Linked DNA regions of Sus scrofa: regions 1, 2 and 4 are each linked to region 3. Evidence: chromatin contacts called from public Hi-C data. All regions are on one chromosome and are shown on one strand. Each heading gives the region's core, a stretch centred on a gene start, on an enhancer-like site or on the middle of the called end of the contact. The rest is flanking DNA. Distances are from core to core; before and after follow the strand shown.

Region 1 (4,749 bases), core at 1,633-4,132, 470 kb before region 3:
GGTGATAAAGACCCACCTCGGTTTTCAGGCTGTGAGCCCATCCCCCACAGAGATGCTCCCCCTTTTTCAGACACACACTTTACAGCCTCACCTTGGGGCTCCCAATTTCCACCTTCCACCACAAAGCTGCTGGCCCACTACCATCCTTACTGTTTCAACCCAGATAGACTGCTAACTGCTCTTAATTCCTTTCTTTCTTTCTTTTTTTTTTGGTCTTTTGTCTTTTTAGGGCCACATGGGTTGTATGGAGGTTCCCAGGCTAGGGGTCGGAGCTGTAGCCGGCCCTATGCTAGAGCCACAGCAACTCGGGATCCGAGGTGCGTCTCCAACCTACACCACAGCTCACAGCAATGCCAGATCTTTAACCCACTGAGCAAGCCAGGGATCAAACTCGTGTCCTCATGGATACTAGTCAGGTGCATTCACCATTGAGCCACGGTGGGAACTCCCTAACTGCTCCTAATTCTTCCTTTTCCTCTTTGTCTTCCTCTCCCTCTTTTCCCTTTCTAGGTAGCTAATAAAATTATCTTTGAAATCTCTGCTGAGCTGCCTCTGGTACCTGGCACTGTACCAAAAAAAAAAAAAAAAAAAAAGAACGATTGATGTGCTGATTTTTGCCTTATCAAATATCTTCCATGCCTAGACGACGACCAGGCACCTTCTGTTTGCTATCTCCCTGAAGTATCACACCCACCCCGGTGGTTAGATGCTGTTTTTTGCATTTTCACATGAGATCAGTTGATGCTTAGTTGAGTTTCAACCTATTGAGTTTAAATTCCTTTCCAAGGTCACACCGTTGGCAAAGGTCTTGTTCCTGCTCAGGTCTCTCTGACCCCAAAGCCTGGGCCTTTTTTTTTTTTTTTTGTCCTGCCCCTTAGCACCTGCACGGCGACTTCAGGGCTACAAGGACCTGGGCCCCAGATTGGGTCTCCCAACACCTCATGAGCCCTTGACCTTTCTGCACAGAAATGGAAAGACGAGCATGTGATCCTCAGGGTGGTCGCTAAGTGCAAAACAGCTTCATCAGAAAACGCTCCCACAGTTAAGCATCAGAAGAAAGATGAGGAAGGGAGTTCCCATTGTGGCTCACTGGGTCACGAACCCAACTAGTATCCATAAGGATGCAGGTTCAATCCCTAGCCTCACTCAGTGGGTTAAAGATCTGGTGTTGCCATGAGCTGTCATGTAGGTCGCAGACGTGGCTTGGATCATGCATTGCCGTAGCTGTGGTGGAGGCTGGCAGCTGCAGCTCCCATTCAACCCTTAAAAAGAAAAAAAAAAAAAATCAGGAGGACATTTACACCTTTCCCCTCTTAGTTCTTATCCCACCCCGAATCTGTTGTGCCTTCCTGGTCAAAGAAAGCCAGGGTCTTATACCTCTAACCTGTGGTCAGCAGGAGTGGGGTCTGGTGGATCATGGTGTTTAATGCTTGGGTCCTCGGTGGAGACCAGGTAATTTGGAATGCAGGATGAAAAGAATTATGAGAACAGAGTATTAGAAGAAAGTGGAAGCCGGAGGGGAAAGGGACCACGGTGGCCTGTAGTGAGCTGGGGCTGGGGCCAGATGGGACCCCTCTAAGGATGCTGAGCAGGGCGAAGAGTAAAGGGTCTGGTGGATCCGCTTTTGGAAGGACTCAGCGCAACTCCCTCCCACTTGTATCCTGTTCTTTATTTCCTCGCCTCTCCTTCCAGAGAGAGAATCCATGAGACTCAGTCAGCACCTGCTCATTAGAGTGCCTACTGTATACAAGGCACTAGGAGGTACAGAACTATGCCCTGTTCTCAGGAGCGTAGGCTCGGGAGGGGTGAGTAATAGATTCCTACCCAGACCCACTTCTTTAACCACACTGAGTGAAGGCTGTGCCGTGCTTCAGGGCAGGACCTCCATGTCATGGCATCGGGTGGTGACAGCGGCTGCTGTTCAGGAGTATGCAGAGTCGGGGGCACCTGTGGAACCCATGCTATTCTCTGCAGAGCCATCAGGAAGGCCTGACCCCGAGCCTGGTCCAAGCTGACCCACCAGTGCTTCCCAAGGTCATGGTGACCTCCCTCCGCTCTGCCAGTGGGACCTGCGGTCTGACCCTAGGTTTACGGACACATTCAGATGGCAAATTGAAACAGGGTCTTGTGGAGTTCCTGTCATGGCTCCATGGAAATGAATCTGACTAGCATTCATGAGGTCGTGGGTTGGATCCCTGGCCTTGCTCAGTGGGTTAAGGATCCGGCATTGCCGTGAGCTGTGGTGTAGGTCACAGGTGCAGCTTGGATCCCGAGTTGCTGTGGCTGTGGTGTAGGCCGGCAGCTACAGCTCCGATTGGATCCATAGCCTGGGAACCCCCATATGCCACAGGTGCAGCCCTAAAAAGACCAAAAAAAGAAAGAAAGAAAGAAAGAAAGAAAGAAAGAAAGAAAGAAAGAAAGAAAGAAAGAAAGAAAGAAAGAAAGAAAGAAAGAAAGAAAAAGAATCTGGGTCTAGTCCAGAAAGTCCAGGAGGGCCATTGCCCTGCTGACCCCACAGTGCACTTTGGCCCCCCAACCCCTGCTCAGGACCCTTCTCTGTGATTAAATGGAGAACAAGCAGCAAGGAAGCCAGCTCCCAGCAGGGAGCATGTGCCTCTGTCACCCTCTTTCAGAACCACTTTCTTTGTTCGGTGCCCAGAAAAGGCGACCTGGGCGGGCAGAGGCTGACCCTGCCTGGCCTCCACCCTTCTGGAAGCACAGCCCACCTGGCTTCAAAACTTTCTTGTCCAGGTCTGATTCTTTCTCTCCAGCCGGGTTCTGCTGGTGTCTGGAGAAGACTTTTGTCAAAGCTGACTGGCGCCCAGAACACTCTCTGAGTGACTACGCATCTCTTTTCTTGAAAAACAGGAAGTCACCCCAGGCCAGTGTTAAGTCAGCCCCAAACCCAGAGGTTTAGATCTCAGTAGCGCGCAGAAAGTGTAAAACTTGGCAAGTTAGCCGTGTTATCATCCTCTTTCAGATGCCTGGGTTTTTCTCCCTGCCCTCGCCCCCAGCTTCCCTGTCCGATGTGGGCTTCCTGGGTGACACCGGGAGGAAGACACAGTGGTGGGAGGCAGGGACCCTCCCAGGGCTTGGAGACCCGCTGGTTCAGCAGGTGGAATAGAGGACAAGGCCTCAGATCACGAAACCCATTTGTGCTGGTCTGTTATGCGGTTGGTCCTGCAGCCTCAGAGCCAAAGGGTTACATTCATATTTCATCATCAAGAATGAAAATCCTCTAAACTCAGGTATCAGTATCACTTTTTAGGAAGAATGCTTTGAACTTCCAAATCCTAAAGCTGTTCGTATTATTTTGGGGAACGATCAAGCCACGCACAGGAAGACGCAGGTTGTGGGTGATCAAGAGGCGTAGAAAGCAAGCAACGGGAGTCAACCCCAGGGAGTCAACCCCAGGGAGTCAGCCACGGGGCACGTGGGACTACATTCAGGTCAAGAGGGAACCCTCCGCGTGAGACGAGCCTGGGCCTGGGTTCCTCCGCGTCGGTCGGATGACGAGGTCCAGCCCATGCGTGGGTACCTGGTGTGGTCCTCCCCCCCGGCCCAGGTTCCCTCCTCCTCCTCCTTCTCGCCTTCCAATCCTCTTCGTTCCGCTCACTCTCCCTCTCCTAAACCGGATCTCCTTTCCATGGGAATAAGCCACTATAGGTCTGAGCGCTGGCCTAAATAACGCCGACAAGCTACCTCTTCCACCTCCCCTCCATGGGATTACCAGCTGCAAGGTGACGTTGTAACACGGACAGGACTCCAGAGATGACACTGGTTGCCAGGGGCAGAAAGGGAAGAGTTTAAGCCAAGACCCAAGGAGCCCAAGAAAGGGATGTTGTGGGCGGGATTCGTGCTGGGTCATCTCCAAGGACTGTTCCCGTCCCCGGGGTCCTCTGAGAGATATCCTGGGGAGCAGACACCTCCCACACCAATGCCCCGGCTTTCTCCTGCCACCTCTTCTGCTCCAGGGCCATCTCTGCCCACCCGGTGCTCTCCTCCAACCCCACCCCACGCCCCTCCAACATACACACTCTGCTCCCCGCCCCCCGTGTGTCATCTTGGAAACAAGCGTGCGTAGATGACTCCAGACGCCTCCCGGCTCTCGTGTGTGCTTTGTGGCCAGGAAGAGGGTTCCCCGGGTGGGTCCCACCACTCCTCTGTGAGAGAAGTTGAGAAAGTTTTCCCTTTTGTTTGGGGACATTGGCTAAGTCATATTTTAAGAGAGAATCATGTCTGATGCAACATGAACCCACCGCCAAGCAGGGCAATGCATAGGTTCTCAGGCTCTGAGACCCTATGGGAAATTGCCTATAGGCCCCCACAGCCTGGGAAACTGGCCTGGAGGTTTTATAGAGTGACTAATATCCTACAGGGATCAGCTGGGCCCTAGGACTTGTATCAGGGTCAGCAAATCAGCCCCTCTTAGAGCAACACCCCTGGGATTTTTTTGTGTCCATCTGGAAGAAACTAGTCACAGAGTGGATTCAGGACTTGCTTCTCCTTCCCACCTCTCACCCGGCCCTGTGATTTACACAGCCTTTTCTCTTTTCTGTGGGCAAATCCCAAAACGTCTAAAAGGCAAGCCGAGATGCTCAAGCTGCAGCCAGAGGTACATGTGTGTTGGGTTGAAGGGAACGGAGGAAAGAAAAGGAGAGACACCCAGAGAGAAATAGAGAGGATGTAGGAGTTCCCTGGTGGCTCAGTGGGTTAAAGACCTGATGTTGTCCCTGCTGTGGCTCAGGT
Region 2 (5,083 bases), core at 514-3,013, 350 kb before region 3:
TAAGGCCCTGCGTGGTTCAGTATCTCCTTGGAGCTTATTTGAGACGTAAGCGTTTGTATCGAGGTTTTCATCCCCATCATGAAGATAAGAAATCAAGTCTCAGGCTCCAAGAATTTTTCCAAGCCCGTAGAACTTTCAAGTCCCACATTTAAACTTAGATCTTTCTAATTACAAAGGCCCACTGACTTAGAATCAGTGTGGAGAGACAATTTGCTAACATTCTCATCAGAGGCTTTGATTCTTGGCATATCCTTCTGCTCAGCGTGCTCTTTTGGGCTCCTCATTATTCTCAGGCTAAGAAAGAGAACATCAGTCTATCTATAAATATATACCACTGGGATGTGTAATGGCGAGGAAGCCAAAAACGTAGCTCACATCATTTCCACGTGCATTTTCACATTCAAAGTGAACAAACGAAATGTGAGTACCGAAAGTTACTCAACGTGCCTAGAGGCTTGGTGCCTGGGCCCCCATTTTGCAGATTGGGAAATCGAGGCATGAAATAAGGACTCGCCCCATGCTTGAGAATCCTCCAGAAAGGGCATATTCAGAGGCACACGTCTCGGCCTTGAGGCTGCTTGATGCAACAGGAACCTTCGTAGAAAAATAAAACACACACATGGAATGAATCAAATCTACATGATGGACCTGCCGTTAACCTCTGATTCAGTTGGAGAATTAAAAAAAAATAAAGTATCTCTTTATTTCTGGATTTCTGAAGGCCTCTCTTAGGAGAGCCTTGTGGCTTTTCCAAGGCCCTTACCTGTGATGGATGGGCTGATGGGAGGAATTTGAAATTCCAGACTGGCTGCATTATCTTGGAAGTGCTTTGGGTGCTGGATGAGCAAAAGAGCTACTTAGTGTTTTAAATGAGATGGGGCCCCGGTGACTTGCCCCCAAGGTCACAGGGTTTGGTCAGCCTGTGCTGCTCAGGGTCTGCTGTAGACAGCACGGGACTGAGGATGAGTCTGGTCGCCAGGGGCCCCAGCTGCCTTCTTTGTCAGGAGAGAACATTCTCAGTGTTTTTATGGGCAAACCAGCTCCGAGGAGTTAGTGTTTGAATTTCCCAAAGCTGGTGCAAGATTCAAAGAGGCTCCTCCCCCACGAACCGGCCACACATCTATGGCCCATCTTCTTCCAATTCCTGTTCTGATGGAGCTGAAATGCAGGACACCTTTTCAGTCATCGGTAGATGGTTCTTCTCTTTGTCAGGTGGTCTTTTGATGCCACAGGTGTCTTTGCATTATCTTCAGATCCATGGTGTAGACAACACGCAGGATCACAGGGAAGGGATCTGCGCTTGGGTTGCTCTGTAGAAAGTCCTCTTGGTCCCTGAAGCCCACAGCCTCTCTTTTATTCTGTTGGTTGCGATGAGGTCCCCACGGCAGCTGCCCCGTCCTGGAAGGAGCACGGTTTGGGGGTGACATAGCCCTGCCGTTTGCATGCTCTGCTCGCTCATTTGTCCTCAGGCTACGTATTCAACTTCCCTGAGCCTTCGTTTTCTAATCCCTACAGTGGAGATAGTCATAAAGAGCTTTCGGGGCTCTTGTAAGGATTTGAGATAAATCCTGTAACATGCTTTTTCACCGACACAGGGTCTCCTAAAAGGTGCCCTATCCTGCGGTCTTGTAGGCTGCCACTTCTGTACCAGTGCTCTTTGCTGACAGCACCGTTGCTACTTCAGTGGTTGTTAGGACTGTGGTTGCTGTTAACCTGGTTACAGAAAATTTTCCACTTGACACCCCCCTAACCAAGTGGGCCAGCACAGTCCCTGTGGCTGATGACACTGTTTTCTTCCTCTCACGCACTCTTACCAGACTTGAGCCGGGCCTCAGGTCACCGTTGCGACTCTGGAACATCATGTCCGGGCATGGCTGGGTCAACAGGGCTGGTTCTTGGAATTGCTAGCATCAGGATATAGAACTCTCTTCACTGCCGAAGTGTTCTCTTTGCCTGGAATCCCTTCTTTTCTGAAGGTGACCTTGGCATCTGAGGGTTTAGGAGGAAACCTCTGCCACCTGTGGGTGCAGCCAGCCCAGGGGAGAGCTGCCTGCCCCGGGCCATCCTGTCCCCAGCCAGGCCGCCCCCCACCCCCACCCCACGTCAGCCCACTGCTGAGAAGGGCCAGGTCAGTGCATCCACGCGGCAGCCTCGAAGATAATATCTCGGGTCTGAAAAAGCCCACTGGCCTTGCTTCCTTCTGGACGTGCCCGTCAGACCCTCCCAATTCTAACGGACTTTCCCTAGATCGCTTTGCAACTGAAGACGCCTTTGGGAACCCTGTGCCCGTTGCCACTTGCGGTGGTTGATTTGCAGCCAAACTCTGGCACCTGGAAGAGGGGATCCTGTGTCTTTAAACAGCTGTGCTCCTATGTGTGTAAATGCGCTTGCTAATCCAGTGACTAATTCAGTGTATTATAAAGCAGCAACGCGCGGGCTGCCAGGGCAGGGCTGTGTCCCAACTGGAGTGGTGTGTGAGGCCCAGAGAAATATTTCCTGAATTGTGTCGCACCACCGTCTGTGGAAGGGACTTGATGCCTCATCTGTCTCTTCTCTGCATAGAGTCAGCACCGGCCTTCTCTGGGTTCCCATCCTGTTCCCGCTGCCCCCTCCCCCTCCCCCAGTCTGTGGGTCAGTTTATTTACTCATCTGAGGGTGGAGCTGGTGCTCAATCTGAGTCAGGGCCTGCGAGCCAATCAGAACTTCTCCGGGGCATTCCAGGGGCCCAAACTCATGATCCCTCTTGGAAAAGAATTTTCCAAAAGGTCCCTTTTGGTCACAGTATTGTGAGCTGCACCTTTCTCGGTTCAGGGCCGGTGAGCCTGGTCCAGTGTTTGTTTGCCTGAAGCCCATTTCTGTCTGCCCCCCCAACCCCCACCAAGGGATTGGGAGAGAAACTTCCAGAAAGACTCAGGTCTGGTGGAGACGTCTTCTCCTGAAAGCCTTATACTTAGAAATCTGCTAATGCTAATGTCACTCTAGGTGAGCTCCTGGGCAGCCTCTTCTGGGGACAGCTTGGGGTCAGGGGAATGCGAGGTGCCCTGCTTATCTCCTGCAGTCTGTGGCCCTCTCTCTCAGGCCTCACATAAGTGGTCCCAGACATCGGAGACGCCAGGCAACCACCTCGGGATGTGCCCTGCCCCAGCACCTCCCATGGTCCCCCGGAGAGTGGGCCTCCGTGCCATCTCCCGAGGTCTCTCTGTGGCTGAGGTCACATAGCTGTCTCTTCCCTCTCACTGATGCCATCCACCTGCCCTTGGAGTTGTCCTTGACACCTTGGCTCCCTCCTCTCCCTTGCCCCCCATGCTCAGGACAGCAGCGGGTTCTTTCCTACCCCTGGCCCCACGGCTTCTGGAACCAGCCCCATCACTCACTCTCCATTGCAAAACCTTTCATCTCGGCCATCATTGGAACCATCGTCACAAGTTGAGTGTGAGACACTTGCACCTGTTTGTGTGCTTATGGGGGGGGGGAGTTCGTTGCCCCCACAAAACTCCAGGTTTCCCTTCCACGTTTCCCAGTCACCGAGGTACTCCGATCGCTTGACTCACAGCAGGTGCTTGTTAGCTCTTTTTTTTTTTTTTTTGTTAGTATTGTTGCTTTAAATGAAGACATGATTCACATAATGTAAAACTCACCATGGTCAAGTGTACAATTGAGTGGTTTTAGTACATTCACAGAGTTGTGCAACCATCACCGAAAACTGACTCTGGTACATTTTTATCACTCCTGGGAGACAGCCCGCAGCCGTCAGCAGCCAGGGGTAAAGGTCTGCTGGTGAGGCTGTCCGGCCATGCGCCTGAGGAGGTGGACCTGGGTTTTCCTGACCAGAGACCCCACTGCTCTCCCCTGATGCTCCAAGCACGCGCCCTCACACCTGCGGAGCTGGTGGCTCTCTTGGTTTGGCTCCGCTGAGTAGGGAGCCTGTGTCTGTCTGGGCAGAGATAACAGGCACTTTTACGGGCTGCAGAGGTGTTCAGTGCAGGAGCCTGGGGCTGTGGTGGCTGTAGCTTCCTCCTGGCTTCCCAGGGAGGCGGAGCTCCTTACAGCCACAGGTGAGGGCTGCACATCTGCATCCTGGTCTCTCCCTTTCCCACCTGAGGCAGCAGGTGGAGAGTGGCTTCTGCTCCCTCCCCTTTCCGCATTGATCATTTCTCTGCCTTCCACCCATTGGCCTCTCAGGCCCACTGATGCTCACGGCTCCGGGCCAATGTGGGTGTGACTCTGGGGCAGCACAGGGCTGTCAGAAGCCCTGGTCTGGGTGTTTGGGGCCCCACTCTGAAGGGCGGGCGAGAAGAAAACCCCTGCAGAGTCTACGAGAGATCACAGCACAAGCCTTGGCTCTCTGCCCTCTGAATGCATTTGCAGTTAGAAAGGGAGCTGCTTGTATGGCTACAGGACATGGCTTTTTTTGCGTTAGACCTGTGGCCTCCTTAATTAGATGCATCAGATTCCACTTATAGACCCACACCCTTGATTTGATTGTTGGGCCTTTGTCAGTGGGGTTGGTTGTATCCCCCAAATGCTATCACCCTATAGTACCAGCAGGACTAGAAAGGTCGTGTCCTGTACCCTGTGAATGACATGACAATGATCTGTTCCCTCGAGGCTTTTTAGATAAAGGTCGCTAGATTGAGCCTAACTGCCACCTTCACTCTTCCTGGATCCATAGGAAGAGCAGCCTCAAATTTTAGAGCTGTTATGCATGGTGGTTTTGTGCACTTGAAGTTCGGTGTTGGAGATTCTTGCTTTATAAGATCCCTGGCATTCACTGGGACCCCTGCTGGAAGGAAGTGCCTTGACAGGAGAGCCTGACCCTTGTGGTTGAAAACTGAGAACCTGGGGTGGGAGCAGATCCCACCACAGGCCCCCGTTTCCCAAGTCTTGTTTATTAGATCTTTGGGTGGCTTATCCCTCTGTGGGTCTGATGAACTTGGGGAGGAATAGCGTTTGTCCAGAATGCTGACCAGGGCTTGAGAGCAGTCAAGACAGGAGGGAGGCTGTCTTCCTCCCAATCCATAAGTAAATAGCGGTGTTGCAGAGGACAGAACACACAGGACAGGGAGCCGAGAGGTCTAGAATT
Region 3 (4,693 bases), core at 946-3,445:
TCAGCAATTCGAACTTATGCATGTGTCTGGTGGTTTATTTGGCAACCCTACCTGGGGTACAATATGCTATTCCTGATTTTAGAGCCATACAAATATGAAAGAAAGTGAGAACAAAGACGATAATTTTATAACTATACAACGTACTGTATTTTTAATTTATTATTTATTTTATATATTTATTTATTTTTTCAGCCACACTTGCAACATATGGAAGTTTCTGGGCCAGGGATTGAATCCGAGTCAGAGCTATGACCTGTGCCACAGCTACAGCAACACCAGATCCTTAATCCACTGCACCAGGCAGGGGATCGACCTGGCACTTCCACAGAGACAAGCCGGATCATTAACCCACTGCACCACAGTAGAAACTCCTATTTTTTAAAAAAATTTTATTGGCGTAGAGTTGATTTACAGCGTTGTGTTAATTTCAGGTGCACGGTAAAGTGATTCAGTTATATGTAGACATGTATCCATTCTTTTTCAGATTCTTTTCCCATATGGGTTATCACAGAATATTGAGTAGAGTCAACTATGTTTGATTCCCTTCTGGCAACGGGAAGGTTTGAAGTCTCCCTGAGAGGTTGGTAGAATTACCTTCCTACACACTCTAAAGCTACCCTTGGTTTCATGACCCAGTCCCTCCTTGAGAAAAAAAACAGGTATTTGCCAAAGCAACTGAAGGACACCTGCTCTGCCCAGTCTTCTGTGTGCTGCCCTTACGCTCAGCCCACACGCCAAGGATCATTCCTTTGCCGGGAGCCTCAGAGGCTTTCTAGCAGAGGGCCAGGCAGTTCACAAAGGAATATCTTCCAAAGGACCACCTGTTGCAACTTTCATGGCTTCATAGATTAGCTGCAGTCGCTCACAGGTTCAATTCAGTGTGGGTGGAGACCCTGTGAGCTCTCCCTCCTTACATGTCTGGACATGTTCTGGAACCTCTCCGTTCTACTTGAAGAGTTTGCCCTTCTTTGAAAGTGTGACAGAGGTTTACACTAGGGGAAATTGTGGAAAAATAAAAAATCTGCTTTAGAGTGAGCCCCTTGTGTTTGGAGACTTGGTGAATGTTTTAGTGGGTGTGTTATGGCGATGACACATGTTTGGGTGAATGCATTTTTGAGTGTTGAACTTTGAGGACACGACGGTTTTTCAGGTCCTGAAACTGGTGTGGCATTGCACAGGCTCTAGAATTAAGTAGATTCAGTTTCAAATTCATGAGTTGGCCTTTTATGACTGAATTTTTCTGAGCCTCTATTTGTAAAATGTGGAGGTGTCTACTGAATTGTTATAAACATTAAAAAGATAATGTGTACAAAGTGCATAGCCCTGTTACAGATATAGCAAATCATTGTGAGATAAATGTTAGCTATTGTCCAATGCCCTTCACAGTCTGAGGTTCTGAGATTATACATTTGATGAACTTCAGCCCCCAAAATTAACAATGATGAATTTTTGTTTTTGTTTTTTTTTGTTTTTTTGTTTTTTTGCTTCTTAGGGCCATACCTGCAGCATATGGAAGTTTCCAGGCTAGAGGTCGAATCTGAGCTACAGCTACTGGCCTACACCACAACCATAGCAAGATCCGCGCCACATCTATGACCTATATCACAGCTTGGCTACGCCAGATCCTTTAACCCACTGAGTGAGGCCAGGGATGGAAGTTTCATCCTCATGGATTCTAGTCAGATTCTTTTCCGCTGAGCCACAAAGGGAACTCCAACAATGAGGATTTAAATAGACCAGGAATTTGTGTGTTTGTAAACAAGACTGACTTAGTTCTAGAATGAGATCTTACTATGGCAATGACTGAAAATATATCACACGTCTCTTAGTTGGTGTATGTTTTTGGAATTTGCTCAAGGAGAATGAATTTGGGTTCTACTTTTCTTATTTCTCTCTCCAGCACCTGGCACAACATAAAATACATATTTGGTGCTCAGGAAATAATGTTTCATGGAGCATGTGTTCTTTTCTGCCCTAAATGAGAGTAGGAGCTTGAATGTTTATTCCATGAAACCCTTGGTTAGAAATGAACAAGAAAGTAATTTAGTCCCAAAGACACAATGAGGCTTGTTTGCCTTTCGGCCCCTCTGCAGAACTTCTAAAATGTGGTTGTGAGCTTCGTTGTGGACAAAACGTGCCTACTGGCATTTTAAGCAACCATTAGCAATGGGATCTCACTTTTAAAAAGGTGCAATCGCAAGCATGCTAGGTGAGAGTTGTATGATGGTTTCAGTTTTATGTCCATATTAGCACAGATTAATATGCTCAACTGCCTGCTAAGCTATTTCTCAGTATTTTGCAGAAAACTTTTTTTTTTTTAGGGTAAGTCATCTTGATTTGATCTATTTTTCTAAAATAGCACTATCACACAACTCAGCAAATCCAAATAATGAATACATCAGACAGAGAGGCTTTATAAAAATTAGTTTATTTCCTGCCCACATCAGGAATGTGTTGTGTGTGCAAAATAAGCTGGAAGATTAGTTTATGAGAACTTTAGGTCCACCTCGAGTGCACAGAGATAAGTTCTAAAATAAAGCTGAGTTCGGCTCCCCCACCTCCCCCCGCCCCAGTAAATGCTGAGCCTGAATCTTCCGGAGATTTGAGAATAAACACACTGGTTAGCATCATTCTGCAGTGTCACAGCGCCACCTTTCGGTACACGGTTTTTTGTTTCCTAACGGTGAATTTCACACAGCTGGTTCCTCCCGTGATTTTTACAATACAACTTCCTTGGTTATGGCTTGACATAATTTCCCTGGAGAGTTCAGGCTTAGGGTATGATAATATACCTTGGATCTGCAAAGCATTAAAAGGGAGGATATTGTCAGATATACGATCTACCCATGGACACAGGCCAGATGCATTTGTAACTAAGAGAGAAGGCCCTCTTGTCCTAAGTCCATCCCTAAATGGCTTGGCTTGGCTGTTATCTATCAGCACTTTCCTTACTTTTGCAGAAAGGCTTAGTTAATTTCTTTCTTTGCCTTCCAGCTATGTTGTTGGGAGCTTGGTTATGGCCATATATAACAGGTGACAAAATGTCTTTTCAGAGAAATAAAACCAAGAGAGCAACAGCAAGAACTTTACAGTATTTTCAAAATTGCTTCTCTGGAATACTTACCCACAGTATAGAGTGAGTTGTAATGAATTATTTATAGATGGGGCAGGCTTTGTTATGTTAATTAATTAGTTAATTAGGACTCGGGTTGCCTTTTTGGCATTAACTGAAGTTAGACTCGAGTTACAAATATAAAACAAAGTTATCCTGGCCAACCTGTTGGAAGGAACTTCAAAATAGTTAGAGATAATGAGATTTTTGTGTTTTATGCTTTTGGCTGCTAGTCAGAAACCTTGAAGGAAAAACAAGCTGAATTCTCTAAAGTCAGGTTTAGTGCTTGCCAAGGCCTTAGAATCCCAAGTTAACCATTTTGGCTGAATTTCTAGTGCTGTCCCAACAACTAGTGAACTCAACGAAAATACAACTCATGTTGTTTGCTGTTATGTATCCAAACAGAAACAGTTGTATTTTTCCTCCTTGGATTTGCCATCAGAAATTTTGGCTTGTGAGAGACATAGTCTAGGTTGGCATCATTGCAAAGCACTTGTTCTATTCTGAGTTCCAAGAGGAAAATAGTGGAGAATTGTTATAGATAGACGCTCTGGTCTCTACTTTTAGTTTGCAGTTTCCTAGACAAGGTCGGCAGGACATTTTGGTGAGAATATTTCAGCTCCTCGACTTCACGAAGCCCTATCCATCCATCACCTTTGAGGTCAAATTTTATTTACTTAAAGAGCCACTCTAGGGAGTTCCCGTCGTGGCGCAGTGGTTAACGAATCCGACTAGGAACCATGAGGTTGCAGGTTCGGTCCCTGCCCTCGCTCAGTGGGTTAACGATCCGGCGTTGCCGTGAGCTGTGGTGTAGGTTGCAGACGCGGCTCGGATCCCGCGTTGCTGTGGCTCTGACATAGGCCGGAGGCTACAGCTCCGATTCGACCCCTAGCCTGGGAACCTCCCTATGCCGCGGGAGCGGCCCAAGAAATAGCAAAAAGACAAAAAAAGACAAAAAAAAAAAAAAAGCCACTCTAACCCCTTCAATAGCAGTTTCTCTCTACTCTGAATCTCTCTAGCTCTTTTACCTTGACAGTGTGCTGGGCAAGGAATATGGAAAATTCCTAGAGCTCTCAGACCATGTCTTACCTACTTTGGTGCTTTATGCCTAGTTAGCTCTCAATAGATGATTTTGAATAAAATTATGAAAATACATGTGGCAGAAGCACAAGACATTTCCAAAAATGCAGCAGCCTAGCTCCATGTGGTACAAACATCTCTGTCAATAGAAAGACACCCACCTCCTTTAGAAGTGTCTTCTGCTCAATCCACATTCTGCTGCCAAGGCTGACTAAAAACAAATCTGAATACCTTTTTCCCTACCTTAAACTCTCTCTGCCTTTTTCTGCTCCCCTCGCCCCCATACACTCCAAACACCTTAGGTGGGTCTTCCAAGCTTGCACTGCCTGTCTCCAATCCAGTTATACATTCTCACTTCTCACCATTCCACTCTATGTGTATGTTGGTCTTCTTGCACTGAATTTCTCTATTGTTAGCCCTTTATGAAATGTTCTTCCCTCAATTTTCTGCCTGGACAACTTTTTTTGCCATCATTCAAGACTCAATATAAATGTTTTTAGC
Region 4 (4,667 bases), core at 2,156-4,655, 390 kb before region 3:
TCACCTCCAGGAACCTCACTCACTTGCGTTGCTGTTAACTCTCACGACTCGTTCCTATCCACGGCCTCATGGAAGGGATGGAGTTGACAGCAGCCTATTTTTAGACAGAGGCAGTGAGCTCAGAGCGGTGTCCAGACCCAGCTGGAGTCATGCAATGCCTGTTTTCCACTGGGAACTAGAGAAGTGACATCAGAGACCCAACTGTTCTCCCAGGCCACACGGCCGCCGTCCGTCCCATCAACTGATGGCTGTCCATATTTGATGGTAATCTCATGGCCATGATGACCGTGCATGACCAGGGTGTGCATCAGAAAATGTGACACTCACTTGATACCCTTCCAGGGTGATATGGTATCAACGTAGTTTTCATTTTGGGGCTGGATTTGTCTTGCATCAGCCGCACTTGTGGAGGTGATGTTTGACCAAAGTTCACGTTCTCAAAATAGTTGCTTAGGATTGGAAAAAGCAGTCTGCAGACCTGGAACACAGCAAGCCCAACTCACTCTCAGGCAAATGAACCTATGGTCTCATGACCATGGCTCTTGCTTTGAGAGGCAAGACAGTACTTGTTTCCATCTGGTAGAGTGCAACTGGGGATGTTTTGGGTAGTGGATTCCAGTGAAAACCTCCTCTACCCACATGCACAGGTTAGCTGCCGTTTCCCATCCTTTGTGAGAGAGGAGGTAGGTACACAGTGTATGCGAAAGAATCCAGCCTCTGGAACCAGGTGGCTTGGGTTGGTCCATCAGCCCTTCCTAACTGCGTTACTTAGGCAACTTGCATCTCTGTTCTTCAGTTTCTTTATCTAAACCAGTGTTTTCAAAGTGTGCTAGAGTCACCTGGAGGGTTTGTTAAAAGGCGGGTTCTAGGGGTCTAACCCCAGGGTTTCTGATTCAGTGAGTCTAGGGTAAGGCTCAAAATTTGCATTTCTCACAAAGTTCTCAGTGCGCGGGGGTGGAGGTGGGAGGGTGGGAGGGTGGGAGGTGGTGCTGCCGCCACTGCTGGTCTGAAGACCACACTTTGAGAACCACTAAGTTAATATGTGTCAAGCGTAAAGCACTGCCGTCACTTAGCAACTCACTATGAATGTTTGCCACTGTACCATATCCTGACGTGCCCAAGAACCAAAACTGTCTGGGTATTGAGTCAGAAAGTGACCCGATGATGGGATGAACACTTTTGGAGGCCAGGGCCACGTGCTGGACACTGAGAAGATTCAAGGAGAATGGGGAAGGCTGATGCCTGTCTCTAGGCAACATTTCTTCAAATGTGTATGTGAGGGTACATTTATATATATTAAGAAATAGTTCCGAGGTGAAATGTCACACTGCTTTAGGAGATAAAGATTGGTCAGAAAGAGTGTGACGTTGGCTCTCCCTGTAATACTGAACACTTTTAACATACATTTTCCTGCAAAACGGTAGAGCTAAAGAGTGTCTTTCCCCCCTAAACTTTGGAAGTTCAAGTGGGAGACGCGTCGAGTCCGAGTTCATGGTCTCTCCTGGGGCTTTCCCAGACGGCCAGGCGGCTGGGAGAGATCAAACCTGGCCCAGTGTTTGGAAAAGGGCTATCGGCAACCAGGTGGGAAGTTTCAGCAGGAAAAACAGATGCCTCCAATTTGGCTTTAAGTGTGGAGCACGGGGAGGGAATGCCAGAGAGACTTGTTAAATGGAGATTCACCTTGCTCTGAAATGTTTATTCTCCCAACAGCCTTGTTCTTTCAGCTGGCCCTCTCAGACGGGCCCTGTGGTTTAAAACACGGTATACTGTTCTTTCCTCATTGAGTATGTTTTCCTTTTATAAAGGACCTGTTCCAGGTTCTTTGTTCAAAACAGTTTTGATTGTGCGTGCGCACGTGTGTGTGTGTGTGTGTGTGTGTGTGTGTGTGTGTGTGAGAGAGAGAGAGAGAGAGATGTGGGCTATTCCTCTCAAGGAAACTTTCGACCTTCTCGGAATCTGACTTGAGAGTTGTGTTTGGAAGGGGGAAGCTGTAACCCCGGCACAGGTTTTAGCCTTTCACGGAAGGCTGCAGTGAGAGCCCAGCTGCCCTGCCAAGCTGCATCCAGGGCACCGTGCTGTGCTGACCGAAGCTTGCTGCAGGAAACCCTTTCGGCACCCGCATCCCATCCCTGAGAGGACCAAAGTCAGCCAGGAGGAAAGGCTCGGGGAAAGAGCCCTGGGAGGGCATTATGAAGAGAAGCCACAGGCAAAAAAAAAACTAGCTCTCAGTCTCGCTCATCATTTCGTTTTCCTGATGATGAGATTTCTGCAAGTGCCTGACTCTCTTCTCCATCCACCAAGGATATTTCTCTGGCTGGGAACCGAGTTGCCTCCTATTTGCGGAGGTTGCGCTGCCCCGCCCATCCTATCTCCCACCCACCACCCCGGTAGCTTTCCAGCCTGGGCTAGTTCATATTCAGATCACAATAACTTTGTAAGTTTTTGAGTATCAGCTGAAAGGTATGGGGTCCCAGCAAAGCGTTTAGGGGGTATGGTGGGAAGAGCAAGAACTCACCGGGATTTTGTTCCCTCCCCTTTAACAGGCGGGACGCTTACACTTATTTCACAGTTGCCTCGTACTATAGACTGGGCAGAGTGTGTCCTTCAAAGGTCGTCATAGCAGGTGATGAATAGATGCCACCCTTTCACCATGATGAGTGTGAATTTAAGTGACTCAAAGAAACCTGGTGGCCCACTCTTGTCTCCCCAGCTTTGCCCATGCTCCGGCGCCCCAGGGTAATTTTCAGACACCTGCCAATTTTACCTTCCGCGATGCCGCATTTTACTAGCGGGAGGAGAAGGGAGCCAGGTGAGGGCCAGAAAGAGAAGCTGTGGGTTAGAGACCTGTGTCTCTCAGAGGGACTCCAGCGGCCCAGGGCAGTAAGGACAAATGTAAATCACCTCCTTCGCTCCTGGGGCGGGAGGGTAACCTAGTGGGAGAAACCGGGGCCACAAGGAGTGACAAGGAGTATGCGAGCGTTCCGCTGGCTGTCCTCCAGCGCTGCTTCTCAAAAATCCTAGGAAGTAACAGCATTGCCCTGGAAGTCCCAGGGGGCTGGGGAGAAAAAAAGTTCTCTTAACTTTTTCAAACCACAAATATTTGGCCCGAGTTGGGAAAAGGTCCCTGGGGCACGGAGTTCTTATTTGATTCAAGCAGTCTTGACCCCCCTCTTCGGGAACTCGGCGGGGGGAGCGGGGCTGGGGGCCCCTGGTGGAGGCCGCCTGGCGTCAGTCCCCGCTCTGCCGCCCTGGGTGAAGCGAGCGCGGGGTGGGTGAGGGTGCGGGGGCTGGAGTCGGGCGGGGGGAGGGGCCCTGGCGGGGGAGGGATGCGCAGAGGCAGCCTGTTCTCAGCGTCTGGTCGCCAAGAGACTTACTCTCTCCAGATGTTCGCTGTGTTTATAGCTGCTGAAGCAGGAGACCCAGCTCCCTCATTAATAAGTTTCTTTCCTGCGCTGCGGCCAGGGGTCTCAGCCCGAGCCTGCAGCTGGAAGAGGCGCGGTGGGGGAGGGACGAGGGGAGGTGGCTCGCCCCCCTTTCGCGCCCTCCCCTCCCGCCTCCGCGTCCCTAACCCCCACCCGCCTTCCTCCTCTGCAATCCTCCCAAAATACACGAGCACACAAAAAGAAAAACACCAGCAGATTTTTTATTTCAGAGAGTAAACACTTGGGCCGTGGGGGTCTGGAGGTTATGGGAAAAGAGGAAACCATCAGGCTAATCAGGCCGGCACACACTTCCCCTGCTGAAATAAAACAGAAATCATTGCTCCGCAGGCCGGCGGGTTAACCCCGGCGCTGCCAGCGAGGCGGGCGCAGGCGGGGCCCGCCGCGAGGGAGGCAGGGCGTCCAGGAGCCCCGGCTGGAGGATCCCGGTCCCGGCTGGGAGGAGCGGACCGGCTGGGACTGAGCGCCTTCCATGCCGTCAGGGGGTAGCATGCCTGCCCCGAGCCGGGATGGAGAAAGAGACGGTTGGAACAGAAGAGATTCTGGACAGAGATTGTTTTGCAAGAGCTGGGGGCGGGGGGCAGTTCTAGATGAGTTGGGGAGATAGATAGACCGCGAGGCGAGCGAGCGGCGGGCGCGCACGTGCTTAAGGTTACTGTTGAGAAATGAACTGGGGACTTGATGAGGTGGGTCTGGGCCAAGGTTTTAGCCCAGCCACCTACCAGCTCTGTGACCATGGGCACACCGTTGACCCCTCCTAAGCCTGTGTCCTCGTGTGTAAGACAGTAGATCCCGCCTCGCAGAATTATAGTGAGGAGCTGAAAACCGTATTGACTGTGGAAGAGGCGAGCACCTGAGCATGGCTCTCAAATCAGGATTTCGTAGATTACTTTGAACTAGTCAGGTTCATCTCTTCCTTCCTTCCTCCCTCCCTCCCCTTCCTTTTTCTTCCCTTCTTCTTCCTTCCTTCCTTCCTTCCTCCCTCTAATCCATTAAATGCCTTCAGCTTCTACCTTCTGCCCCCTCGCTGCCTGTCTGGAGATCATAAATATCGCATGGGCCAGAGGTCATAGGTCAAACGTGAGACCTAATTGCACTATGAGGGAAATTACCTCCCCACTGATGAATAGGGCAACCTCTGGCTCTCTGAGGCTGCCAGTGTGAGAGGCCTGAGAGGCCAGCAACTTTGGTTCAGATCCTGCCCCCATACCACCGCCCCTCCCCCAC

Evidence for each region. Hi-C and Micro-C count contacts between places; a contact is called where the count stands out from the background.
Region 1: a Hi-C map of liver shows a contact between it and region 3, with 3 times the contacts expected there. The contact joins two enhancer-like sites. A contact is called at or near these places in 29 of 47 Hi-C or Micro-C datasets (adipose tissue, alveolar macrophages, blood and 16 more) and 1 of 2 datasets of contacts at active chromatin or transcription factors (skeletal muscle).
Region 2: a contact with region 3 is called in a Hi-C map of liver, with 6 times the contacts expected there. The contact joins two enhancer-like sites. A contact is called at or near these places in 3 of 47 Hi-C or Micro-C datasets (alveolar macrophages, embryonic fibroblasts and liver) and 1 of 2 datasets of contacts at active chromatin or transcription factors (skeletal muscle).
Region 4: a contact with region 3 is called in a Hi-C map of liver, with 8 times the contacts expected there. The contact joins two enhancer-like sites. A contact is called at or near these places in 11 of 47 Hi-C or Micro-C datasets (alveolar macrophages, embryonic fibroblasts, epiblast stem cells and 6 more) and 1 of 2 datasets of contacts at active chromatin or transcription factors (skeletal muscle).

The regions. Positions count from the first base shown.
Region 1 is chr9:55,550,849-55,555,597 of Sscrofa11.1, reverse strand. No RefSeq gene overlaps it. Among named protein-coding and RNA genes, the nearest start is that of ETS1, 41 kb to the right of the region's middle. Within about 2 kb of position 2,882, at least 15 of the 83 cell types and tissues checked have an H3K27ac peak or open chromatin away from gene starts, as enhancers often do. A contact at or near this core is called in liver, where this site is marked.
Region 2 is chr9:55,427,736-55,432,818 of Sscrofa11.1, reverse strand. All of the region lies in intron 3 of ETS1 (ETS proto-oncogene 1, transcription factor), which reads left to right. Among named protein-coding and RNA genes, the nearest start is that of ETS1, 82 kb to the left of the region's middle. Within about 2 kb of position 1,763, at least 28 of the 83 cell types and tissues checked have an H3K27ac peak or open chromatin away from gene starts, as enhancers often do. A contact at or near this core is called in liver, where this site is marked.
Region 3 is chr9:55,081,348-55,086,040 of Sscrofa11.1, reverse strand. No RefSeq gene overlaps it. Among named protein-coding and RNA genes, the nearest start is that of ETS1, 430 kb to the left of the region's middle. Within about 2 kb of position 2,195, at least 13 of the 83 cell types and tissues checked have an H3K27ac peak or open chromatin away from gene starts, as enhancers often do. A contact at or near this core is called in liver, where this site is marked.
Region 4 is chr9:55,473,484-55,478,150 of Sscrofa11.1, reverse strand. The region is part of intron 3 of ETS1 (ETS proto-oncogene 1, transcription factor); the gene reads left to right. Among named protein-coding and RNA genes, the nearest start is that of ETS1, 36 kb to the left of the region's middle. Within about 2 kb of position 3,405, at least 40 of the 83 cell types and tissues checked have an H3K27ac peak or open chromatin away from gene starts, as enhancers often do. A contact at or near this core is called in liver, where this site is marked.